Linked DNA regions of Mus musculus: regions 1 and 2 are each linked to region 3. Evidence: chromatin contacts called from public HiChIP or PLAC-seq data. All regions are on one chromosome and are shown on one strand. Each heading gives the region's core, a stretch centred on a gene start, on an enhancer-like site or on the middle of the called end of the contact. The rest is flanking DNA. Distances are from core to core; before and after follow the strand shown.

The links. HiChIP or PLAC-seq counts read pairs in DNA pulled down with a chosen protein or histone mark.
Region 1: a contact with region 3 is called in an H3K4me3 HiChIP or PLAC-seq map of embryonic basal ganglia, with 2.4 times the contacts expected there. The contact joins two enhancer-like sites. A contact is called at or near these places in 1 of 15 datasets of contacts at CTCF or cohesin (large pre-B cells), 2 of 484 Hi-C or Micro-C datasets (bone marrow-derived dendritic cells and bone marrow-derived macrophages) and 4 of 115 datasets of contacts at active chromatin or transcription factors (embryonic basal ganglia, embryonic stem cells, forebrain and 1 more).
Region 2: an H3K4me3 HiChIP or PLAC-seq map of neural tube shows a contact between it and region 3, with 4 times the contacts expected there. The contact joins the promoter of Elmo2 here to the enhancer-like site in region 3. A contact is called at or near these places in 2 of 39 promoter capture datasets (embryonic stem cells and hippocampal neurons), 1 of 15 datasets of contacts at CTCF or cohesin (large pre-B cells), 16 of 115 datasets of contacts at active chromatin or transcription factors (SST interneurons, embryonic basal ganglia, embryonic forebrain and 9 more) and 3 of 9 other capture datasets (adipose tissue, liver and pancreatic islet).

What each region holds. Positions count from the first base shown.
Region 1 is chr2:165,347,473-165,350,967 of GRCm38.p6, forward strand. No RefSeq gene overlaps it. Among named protein-coding and RNA genes, the nearest start is that of Gm29831, 18 kb to the right of the region's middle. Within about 2 kb of position 2,224, at least 5 of the 459 cell types and tissues checked have an H3K27ac peak or open chromatin away from gene starts, as enhancers often do. A contact at or near this core is called in embryonic basal ganglia, where this site is marked.
Region 2 is chr2:165,324,768-165,328,015 of GRCm38.p6, forward strand. It overlaps Elmo2 (engulfment and cell motility 2), which reads right to left and starts at 1,712. Exons shown (of 21, transcript NM_080287.2): 1 at 1,651-1,712.
Region 3 is chr2:165,111,482-165,115,244 of GRCm38.p6, forward strand. Cdh22 (cadherin 22) reads right to left here. Exons shown (of 12, transcript NM_174988.3): 12 at 26-1,212. The coding sequence ends at 677. Among named protein-coding and RNA genes, the nearest start is that of Gm36690, 7.6 kb to the left of the region's middle. Within about 2 kb of position 2,465, at least 33 of the 459 cell types and tissues checked have an H3K27ac peak or open chromatin away from gene starts, as enhancers often do. A contact at or near this core is called in embryonic basal ganglia, embryonic limb bud, neural tube and 1 more, where this site is marked.

The DNA of each region.
Region 1 (3,495 bases), core at 974-3,473, 240 kb after region 3:
TTTTACCGGGTGTTTTGTAACCGCAATAAGAAAGGCAGCAAATACACCCGGAATCCAAGTTATTTTTCCCAGGAGACTTCCCATAAACCTCGCTCTCTATCACACCACAGGGCCCTGGCGATGAGGCTCTTCTGTTGCAGCCTGCGCCTGCTGCAGAGTTTTGTTTTTTTTTTTTCTTCTCTGCCCCTGCCCCTCAAGCACAGACACCTTTTCTTTCCCTTGGTATTTGGGCCCAACAGCACCCTGAACTTGGGGGTCTGCTGTCTCAGAACACAAAGGGCTCTCTAAGCACAAAGTGGCAGGATATGGAAGGTGCAATCGGCTAACCTCCTTTGCAAGACATTCCAGATCCAAATTATGCTGATCCAAACCTGCCCCCAAAGTCCCATTCTCAGCTCATAGCACAAAACCTACTCCATCCTTATCTAAGGGTCCCAGCTGTCCAAGTTACCTTTCTGTTGCTGTGATCAAAACACCAAGACCAAGGCGATTTATAAAAGAAAGCATTTACTTGGTCTTACGTTGCATAGGGTTGGAGTTCGCAATGGTGAGATGAAGGCATAGAGACAAGAAGAGCTGAGAGCTCACATCTTGACCCACAGACAGGAAGCAGAGAGCATGACCTTATGGTCTCATGCGTGGAAGGGTCACACTAGCGGGATGCAGGCCTCTGAAGAGTTGGTCACATGTTGGAATAGCGCCTTTTCACGTCTTGAAAAGTCCGCCATACTTCTTTCCAGCTGCAGTTCTATCTCCATCCTGGGCTGACTCAGCTTGCCACCTGTAGCTTTCCTTGGCAGATGCTCACAACCCTGGCATCTCTAATCCCCTGGAATCCCCACTGCAGTTTGTCTTAGCCCCTCACCCCATCCTAATACACGGTACCTTCAGGGTTGCCGGCAGGGATTCCAACCTGGCCACATACAACCTGACTTGCCTTTGAAATTGGTGTGGAAGTCTCTGGGGCCCCACAGCTCATGCATGCTACACGCCTGCCCAGCAAATATACAGCAAACAATGCCAAGGTTTCCTGGCAGCTCAGGCAGCAGCTGTGCCTGCTTATACCGTTCCTGCAGCCGCCAAATGAAGGAGGGCAGATGAGAGAGAGCAAGCAACCGTAAGTTCCACACCTATGTATTCCCTACAAAGTGAGACCTGATCTAGTACCTTGGGGCCCCACAGCGACCTATGGGTGAGATAGGGAAGAAGAGGGTGGAAATGCCGATGGAGCCAGAGGACACTTGGGGACAGAGTGGAACGGTAGACTTTCCATTTTGGGGTGTGGATCCATACTGAGCAATGACTGAATCAGGTATTGCTGAGGCTAGGCAGAGGCTGGGCAGAAGAATGCTACACCCCAAATTCTAGAAGAACTGATTAAACATCCCTAAGTTCTGGCATGCTGTAGTGACATTATCATTTTTTTTTAAATTACTTATCTTATGTATATGAGTACACTGTGGCTGCTTTCAGACACACCAGAAGAGGGCATCAGATCCCATTACAGATGGTTGTGAGCCACCATGTGGTTGCTGGGAATTGAACTCAGGACCACTGGAAGAGCAGTCAGTGCTCTTAGCCACTGAGCCATCTCTCCAGCTGTGGCATTCTCATTTCCTAATCCACTCTCCCTCTTTCATTCAATGTTTCTAAACCTTTATTTTTAGAATGTTAGCTCCTCAAGTGAACCTTCTAAGGTATTTTTGTCTTAATTGATCCCTTTTCTGTGGGATTAGAGTATTACAAATATGCTGGACATTTATTTGCTTGTGATGTATATACATTCATTCATTCACTCATTCATTCATTCACTCATTCATTCATTCACTCATTCATTCATTCATTCATTGCTGTCTTCTGGAGGTGCACACACAGATATAATAGGTAAGATTTTGCAGTTCGTGGAACAGAAGTACCAGGTTTCACCCCATCGAGGGTGTTATTGATTCCTGGGGATGCGTGTATTATCCCTTGGAAAAAGAAAAAAAAAAAAAGGAAGCAGAAACAAAGGAGTATGTAATTAAAATGTAAATCTACACAATTTAATTACCCGTGTAGTGACACAAGTAAGTCTCTGGAATGGTCTCCTCAGCATTGTGAGCCGCTGTGTAATAGATTAATGAAAAGGGAGGAGGGGAGGCTGAGCTGACAGGAGTGGGCTGAGAGCTTTCAGTCCAGGGAAACTGTAGCCTTTACGTTTGGGACCAGAGCCCTCTGCTGTGCATTATGGGAACATCCTCCAGGAAGTCAAGTTTAGCGCCTACGCTGAGATCCTGCTTTCGCCTCACCAGCCGTGAGCTGGGAGTTCGGTTTGGGTCTGAGCTTCACTGAGGCCTTAGGACATTCAGAATCACAAAGAGGTCAGTGGGGACCTTGGGAGGGAGGACCAGGTTTCTCTCAGCCCCAGGTCCCAGGACACGCCCCAGCCTGCTTTGATGGGCTTTCGAGGGAGTCACCTTCTTAAGCTCTGAGGCAGAAAGGGAGGCCAGGGGCAGGCAGGGGTGGCTTCACGGAGGAAGTTGGGGACACTTAGGGGATTGCTACCATTCAATGACCCTAATCTAGACACTGGAGACAAAGGTGAGGATGACTTGGGTCAAGCCCCATCTGTGCTGGCTTGCTGCAGAGAAGTGATGGAGAAAAACTGGGGTGTGGTGTGGTAATAGAACTCTCCTGGTAACCTCTCAGAAGGGTGAGATATCTAGAGAAAGCTGAGCTCGGTGTGAGGCCCCAGGAGGCCTCACAGGAAGATCTCAGAAGAGTTAATTTTTCTGAAGAAGCCCACCTTCCATTGAGGGACCAACAGCAAGTCCGGAGGCACACGGCTTCAGAGGACAACCAGTGGCGAGCCTGCCGTGACTCCGTGACTCCATCAGTGCCGCAAATGGACAACGGCTGAGAGAGGTGGTCCATCATCCCAAGCCTCACTAAACAGGATGTCCTCCCAGTCCCAGCCGTTGTGGTGCTATGAAACAGGATGGCAAAGCGAGGGACTCGAAGATATGGACCAAAGAGGAAAGAAGCTGTCGCCCACTCCCCCAGCAGGACTCACCAACAGTGTAGCAATCACTTGCCCAGCAAGCCATTTATTGCTGGTTATTTATTGCCCAAGCACACTGGCTTGTAAGGTTTCATCCAGGGCCCAGGAGCGGAACAAGCACAGCAGTATACATTTAACGGGAACATGGAAAGTAAAAAGGGAACAGGCTGATTTATGATGCTTTGCGAGTTACACTGTGTGTGTGTGTGTGTGTGTGTGTGTGTGTGTGTGTATGAGAGAGAGAGAGAGAGAGAGAGAGAGAGAGACTTTGCTGAGTACATATGGATACTGTTGATAAACGTGTCATCGGCCTACAGGGTTACGATGACTGCATCTCCTCAAATCTCTGTGTTGGAAAGTTAATCCGAATGCAACAGGGGGAGGTGTTCTGGGCATAAGGGCTAGATTAACACCAATGCCAAAAGCTCTGGGCTTTGCTCCCATGTTTTGCCCAT
Region 2 (3,248 bases), core at 462-2,961, 210 kb after region 3:
AGGCTGGTTTTGAACTCCTGTATTCAAGGGATCCTTCTGCCCTAGCTAGCCTTTACAGTGCTCTGGCTACCGGTGCATACCTCCAAACCCAGGGCAGGTATTTCTTACCTATGTTTGCTCGTGAGCCACCCAGGAAGATATGACCTAGGCACAGAGCGTGTCAGAGTATGCTAAATACTGGTATCATCATTTTTAAAAGCAGTCTAGTCTTCATACCCTGCACCCCAAACTTTCTTGGCACCTCTTAGAAGCAGCATCAAACATAAAAAGAATAACAAGATTCAAGAGCAACAGACAAGCTGGGCATGGTAGAACATGCCCTTAATCAGAGGCCAGCTTGGTCTACAGAGATTGTTCCAGGACAGCCAGGGCTACACAGAGAAACCCCTTCTTGAACCAGCCCTGTCTCTTTTGCTCCAAACGGTAGAATGAATCTGGGCAGGTAAACTCTTTTAGGATCTTTGCTATTTTTAATCTGTAAATGCAAATAATGATAGTCTCCTCAAAAGACCACAACTCGAACTAAACGCCCTCACATTTGCACACTACTGAGCACTTCACAGCCAAGGCAGCCACCCTAGCAATGTGGTTACTGACCGACCACTTGACAAATGGCTGCCGTGCTTCTTCTGAGAAGCAAGAAGTGCTGTCCCAAGAGTGAGGCACACCAGAGCTCAAGAAGTTAGCACACACACACACAAACAGTCAACAACTCCATTAACGTGATTTTACATTGGTTATGTGAATTCCTAATTATAATCTGAAATGTATTAACTAAAGCATGAGTAAATTATTCCACTTACATATTTTACATTCCTGAGATGTGACTGTTAGAAAAGTTTAATTAACAAATGTGACTTGCATTATTTCTCTTTTGGAGAGCCCAGGTTGGCCTAGTGCCCGGCACACAGAAAGCATTCCAAAAGGTGGCTTCCACCCACAACAGATGGGATGTCAGGGGCTGCGGCTGCATCCCCCAGGCAAACTCTAGCCCTTCGTTCATTCATTTAGTAAACATCTATAGTGTCTGGCCTGCTGAGACGCTGTGGGTGCATGGAGCAACATCAGGTAAGGTCTTCTTCCTCCTGGGCATTCCTACCTGCTGGGACAGGCAGACGTCAATCAACACTTTCAAACTGTTGAAAGCTACTGATGTGTAGGGACACCAGAATGTTCAGAGTGTCGCACCAGGGTCAGAACTCGGGACCCCGGAAGCCTTCGGAAGGAAGACTGGGAAGATGAAAAAAAGTTTACTAGACTAGACGTAGGGGCGGCGGACTCTGAGGGTGGCCAGAGCGAGGGATGGAGAAGGAACAGAACCAGGCCGGGAGCAGCCTAAGCCTAGGGAGGGCGGCGAAGGACCAGATCTGCAGGGCCCGGAAAAAGGGGAGGGTGGAAACCAGCACCGGAGCACCCCGGGCATTGCAATGCTGCGGGAAGAAGCGAATGAGAGCGGCCTGGACCGAAGCCGGGCAGTGGAGAAGGAAAGAGGGCCGGTACCGACCGCAGGGGGATTACCGGATCGGCACCGTGCCCGGGCTTGGAGGTCGGGCAGACGCTGCCCTCCGCCTCAACCCCAACCTCGGTCCCCGGCTCCCAACCCTCAACACTCTGTCTCTCTGCCTCGAGCCCCGAGCGTCCCTCACTCACCCGGCACCCGCCGAGGCCCAGCTCCGCGCCCGCGTCCCGCCGCCGCTCCACTGGCCCCGTCTGCCCCGCCCTCCTGAAGCCCCGCCCTGCGAAGGGCGGCCCGGGCTTCTATTGCTCCGCTTTGCTGTCAAGATGAAAAGTCTCGCTTTCACTGGGTTGTTTGTCTGTCAATAAAAGGGAGGCGGGCCTAACTGAGGGCGCGGGCTGGAGCGACGCCGGCTGGCCCCTCCCCTCCGCGGAGGCCTCTTAAAGAGACAGACTACCATTCTTCTGCAGGCTATTGGGTCTAAAGGAACGTGATTTCCCAGCAGACACTAGAGGCTGCTCCCCACCCAAACTTTTTTTCTCTTTTATTTCTGTACACAGCCTCCGGGTGAAGGAGGTTGGAGGGGCGGGGAGGGGGCGCGCTCTGGGTCCTTGAGACCCATTGTTGTAAGGAGCAAGCTATCCTCTGGTGATGCTCACCTGATCCGACTCAACGATGGGAATAGCTGATTTAGGGAACTGAGTGGGAGGTGACAGTCGTGTCAGAGGCTATGAGCAGCCGCGGCTGCTCACTACGGAGATGGAGCTAATTATACCGGCACCCAGGGCTGACCGTGGGCGCTGAGCAGAGGCAGAGGGGTACAGCTCAGCTGTGCTGTTGGTAGGGATCCGTGGGAGGTGGCGTTCGTCACCGCACCTGCGGATCTAACAAGGCCGGGCACAGCGCCAAGGACTCACTCCTGCCATCTCCCTTAAAGCTCACAGCAGGCTGGTAGGGAGGGCTAGTATGCGATCCCCAGTTGCAGAAGAAAAGACTAGGGGTCTTATGGGACCAACTAACTATACAACCGGTGACTATACAGCAAGACGCTATCTCCCTGTTTAACTCCAAATTTTGTTTTTTTTAATCATTTCTCTTAGCAGATCCTTAGGACAATGCCAGAAGACAGACATTTTGTTATCCATTCTGTAGAGACTCGGCTGGCCGCTCAGCAGAGAGATGGAAATAATGGCTACCTTTTACTGTCTTTGAAGCAGTTTTACAGGCACAGTTACATTGACTCCTGCAATTGAATTGAATTGAAGCGGATTCTTATCAGCTGGTGAACAGGATGGTGCCCAGGAAGCAAAGCTCCCCTCCCACAATCACAGTGCTAATAAGGCCTGTGCAGGGGCCGGCCAGTCACACTTCCAATAGGTTCACATACTGCCTGCTTCCAGCCAGTCTCTGTCTTTGTTTTATCGAAAGCCACCCAGGATAAAGCATATGGCCGTGTTCCAAAATAGCTTTACGCTGGAACATAGGGTAGCCACCCTTGTCTGCAGCACCATTCTGGACCCCAGGTCCTTTGCTGCTCTGTGGGAGCCTCATACGACCCTATCAGATTCACATTATTATCTCTTATTGTCCTCCGTAGTCTTGTGAGCATCCTCTTTGTGGTGGGTTGTTTATTTCTTTGTTTGCTGCCTATTTTGAAACAGGGTGTTTGCAGGGACGTTTAAACAGATGTGTCCCCATTTCCCCTCCCCCTAAGGCACCAATGACAAACCAAAGAGTATTCCATTCAGTCAGTCCAACTTGGGGAGCCAGCGAGGGCCTTGATGTCACCTTC
Region 3 (3,763 bases), core at 1,215-3,714:
CCGCTAGTAACCACAAGGATAACGGTTGTAACAAAGGCGAGCATTTATTGAACACCTACTCTGTGCCAGGCACCGCCCAACAACTTGACACATGAACCCTTTTGATCCTCTCAAATCTTCGAGGTAGGTGCTGTTATCAACCTCATTTGACAGATGAGGAAACTGAGGCCCAGAGAAATGACATGACGTGCCCAAGGCCAGACAGCCGGTCAGTGCCAGAGGCTCCACCACTTGCTGCCTGGGTGTCCCTGAGCAAGTCACATCCACTTCTCTGGGGGAGCTTCCCCATCTGACACCTTCAAGACTCCACCTCATAGCTTTTCCAACAATGCAGTTGGTCTCCAGGTAGCTCTCAGCACACAGTAGGTGCTTAGTAAATGACCAGCCCTTCCTTCATCTTTAATTGGATGCCAGAAAGCCTTGGGGTGGGCATGGCAGCAGCGCCCTCCTCTGCTTTCCCCTCCCATTGTCCTTTCCCAGAGCCGGGTTCCCCTACCGTGGTCCTGTCCAACCCCAGATCCGCACAGGCCAGGTTCCCCTCCTTTTTCCTGACATTGGTCATCACTGCCGCGCCCCTGAGTCTTCCGCAAGATACACCCCTGGGAACGTGTCGCGGAGCAGGGACCCTGCAGATCCCCTCCCGTCGGGCTGCGCTGCCCGACTGGGCAGGCTGGGGCTAGGAGGCCGGGGCCTCGTCGTCCCCGCGGTGGCCGGCGTAGAGCGCGGCCAGCGGTCGGAAGCGCGGGCCCCAGGCGCGGAGAAAGGCGAAGTCCTGCTCCGAGCCGGTCGAGCCGCTGTGCAGCGAGCTGAGCGAGGCGGCCGGCGAGCCCGCGCCCTCGAACGCGTAGGTCTGGAAGGCGTCGTAGGGAGGCACCGATAGGTCCGCGTCCGCCAGCGCCACCTTGCGGCTGATGAAGTCCCTGAACACCGAGAAGTCCGGCTCGGGGCTCGACGGCCCCCGAGGCAGCGAGTGGCGCTCAGAAGAGGAAGCAGCCTGCGGGGGACTGGCCGCGCCCCCGCCCGGGTCGCCACCCTTGAGCTCCCCAAAATCGTAGAGGCTCCGTAGCGCTGACATGTCATAGGCCTCGGTGTCCTGCTCGCCGCCGCCCTCGTCGTTGTATTTGATCACATTGTCCCGCATGTCTTCATCCACGTCTGAGCTCAGATGGCTCTTGTGGTGCCGCCTGAGAGTGAGGATCAGCAGAGCAAGAACTGTGGGGGTGGGGTGGGGTGGGATAGGAGACATAGGGACACAGAGTGAGGGCTGAGCCCAGCGTAGGGTACTGCCTGGACCCCCCTCCAGCCCCCAACCTGACGGCTGAGCTTCAGTGATGCAGAGCGGTGCTAAGGATTGTCACCCAATTTGAGGGCCAGAATTAACCCTTGAGTCTCCATCCTCAGTTCTAGGCGCTGGAAGGGTGAAGGCACCAGGCCCAAGAAGGACGAAACCCTCTGTCCCTGCCCTCCTCTGTCCCCCGTCGCCCCTCCCCCCCCCCGGACGTCTGTGCTTCCTATTTCTTGTCTCAGATCAGGACCCTCAGGGTTCTCTCTGTGAGATTTCTACCCAGGCGACCCCACTCCAGGTCCCCACGGGAAGGATTCCATTGGTTCTCGGTGTGGCCTCGTCACCAGTAGCAGCTGCAGGGAATCCTTGACAACTGTGGGTCCTCAGTGGGTCCTAGATCTGCCTCTGGGACTTCCCTTTTCTTATCTCAGCCACAGGCTGGGTCTTGCCAAGTTAACCCCAGTGAATATCCTCTGGGGCCTGGAAAATGTCTCCCTAGCCTCATGCCTGGCATGGAAAAGCACGGGATGTGTGCTTGCTGAATGGAGTGAATGAATGAATGAATGAATGAATGAAGAGTTGCCTGGAGACCCAACTGAGGGGGGTAGTGAATGAATGACCTACTCTCTGTGCTTCTGTCTTTCTTCATCTGCCTTCAGGACTTCCTGTTTCTCTCCTCCTCCTCCTCCCTCCTTCCTAACACTGTATTCTGTCATCCAGCCAGGTTCTCCTTCCTGCTTCCCCAGCTCCCAAGGACCTACTCCCTTATAACATTCCCTCTTTTGGCACTCTTCTGCACGCCGTGGCTTTAGCTTCCCTCCGCCAATAACTCCAGCATCTTTCACCCCTGAAATCCAGGTACATTCAACTTCCAGTCCCCTCGGTTGACCAAGAGAACCTCAAACTCCATACGTTTAAAGTTAAAATAATCTTTCTCTTTCCCACTACCCCCCTCCCTCCACCAAGGCCCAGAGAATGTGATGGAAAGGGGGCAAAGAAGAATGTCAGAGCTGGAGGGCGGGGAGGGGTGCCGGGGAATGCAGGCTTCTGGACCCACAGCTCTGTGAAGAGCTCCACACGGTCAAGCCAGTCAATAGCCCGGCAAGGATAGGGGAGGGGCCAACAAGGTCCCACCCTCAACCCTAAAGTCATTGGCTGATTGGTGGAAACTGAAAGGAGTCATTTTTATTCAGGGGTGTGGCCACTGGTGGGCTAACCACGCCCAGTACACAGCCACGCTCCAGTGTATGGCCTCGCTCTGGTGCACGCTCTGGCAGCGCTAGTGGAACTCCGTGAGCTATAAAGAAGACACAAAGAGGACCTGAGGTGGGAAGGATACACGTAGGAAAGGTCTGGGGGCCTGGGGGTGGCCACGATCAAGATACATTGTATACATGTATGAAATCAATAATAATTTTAAATTTCATTTTATTTTGTGCGTGTGGGTGTTTTGCCTGCCTGTATGTCTCTGTACCACGTATGTGCTCAACGCTCATGGAGGCCAGAAGAGGAACCAGATCCCCTGCAACTGGAGCTACAGATGGGTGTGAGCTGCCACGTGTGTGCTGGGAATTGAACTCGGGTCTTCTGGAAGAGTAGTCAGTGTTCTTAACTGCTGAGCCATCTCTTAAGCCCCAAGAAAGAATTAAAGAAACAAACAAACAACTTTGCTCAGTGGTAAATCCTATTGTGGAAACAGCCTAGTACCTGAGAGGGATTTGCTGGATGGGTGGATGGACACACGAATGGACAGACACATGCCAAGCGCCGTGGCAGCAATTAGATGTTTCTTGCTGCTCCAGACAGATCCAGCCAGGCCTGTGGTCAGGGCCAGCTGTGAGGGCCACAGCACAGGGTAGGAGCTCACCACCTAACATGGTAGCTTACAACAGGGAAGGACGTGGGGGCTGGGGACAGGCCCTGAGGGAGGGCTGGAGGGAAGGAAGGTGTCAAGAGAGATGTAGAGAAGATAGATGGACGGCATTTGGAGCTGGAGACCTGGAGCTGTGGAGGGGATGCCCACGAGAGCAGATGGTAGGGTTTGCGGGCGGCGGGCGACAGATGTGCCAGACCTGATCAGCGATTCAGCCCGTCACCTTTAGAGCACTGATGTGCACTTTCTTCGTTTGTGGGCAATTAGGCAGAAATTTGTTTGCACTGCCTTGGAAAATGAAACCGCTGTAAAGTGCACCCTCTGGAAAAAAAGGGTTTCTGAGCTGTGGGCTGTGGTGGGGAAGGAGGGGCTGTACTCCTGGCTGGGCAGAGTCTGTTCGGGGCCTCTGTGGGGGATCTGAAGGGGTGTAGCAGCACAAGGGGAGGGGTGTCATCTCGTGGGGGACTGGGCAGGGCTAGTGAGCGTGGTCCCAGGAGAACCCCTAACTCTGGCTGTTCTGTCTACAGTCAGCACTTGGTTGGCTGTGGCAGCAGCCACAGGCTGTTCACATCTCTTCTCACCAGCGATACTGGAGTTCAAATGGC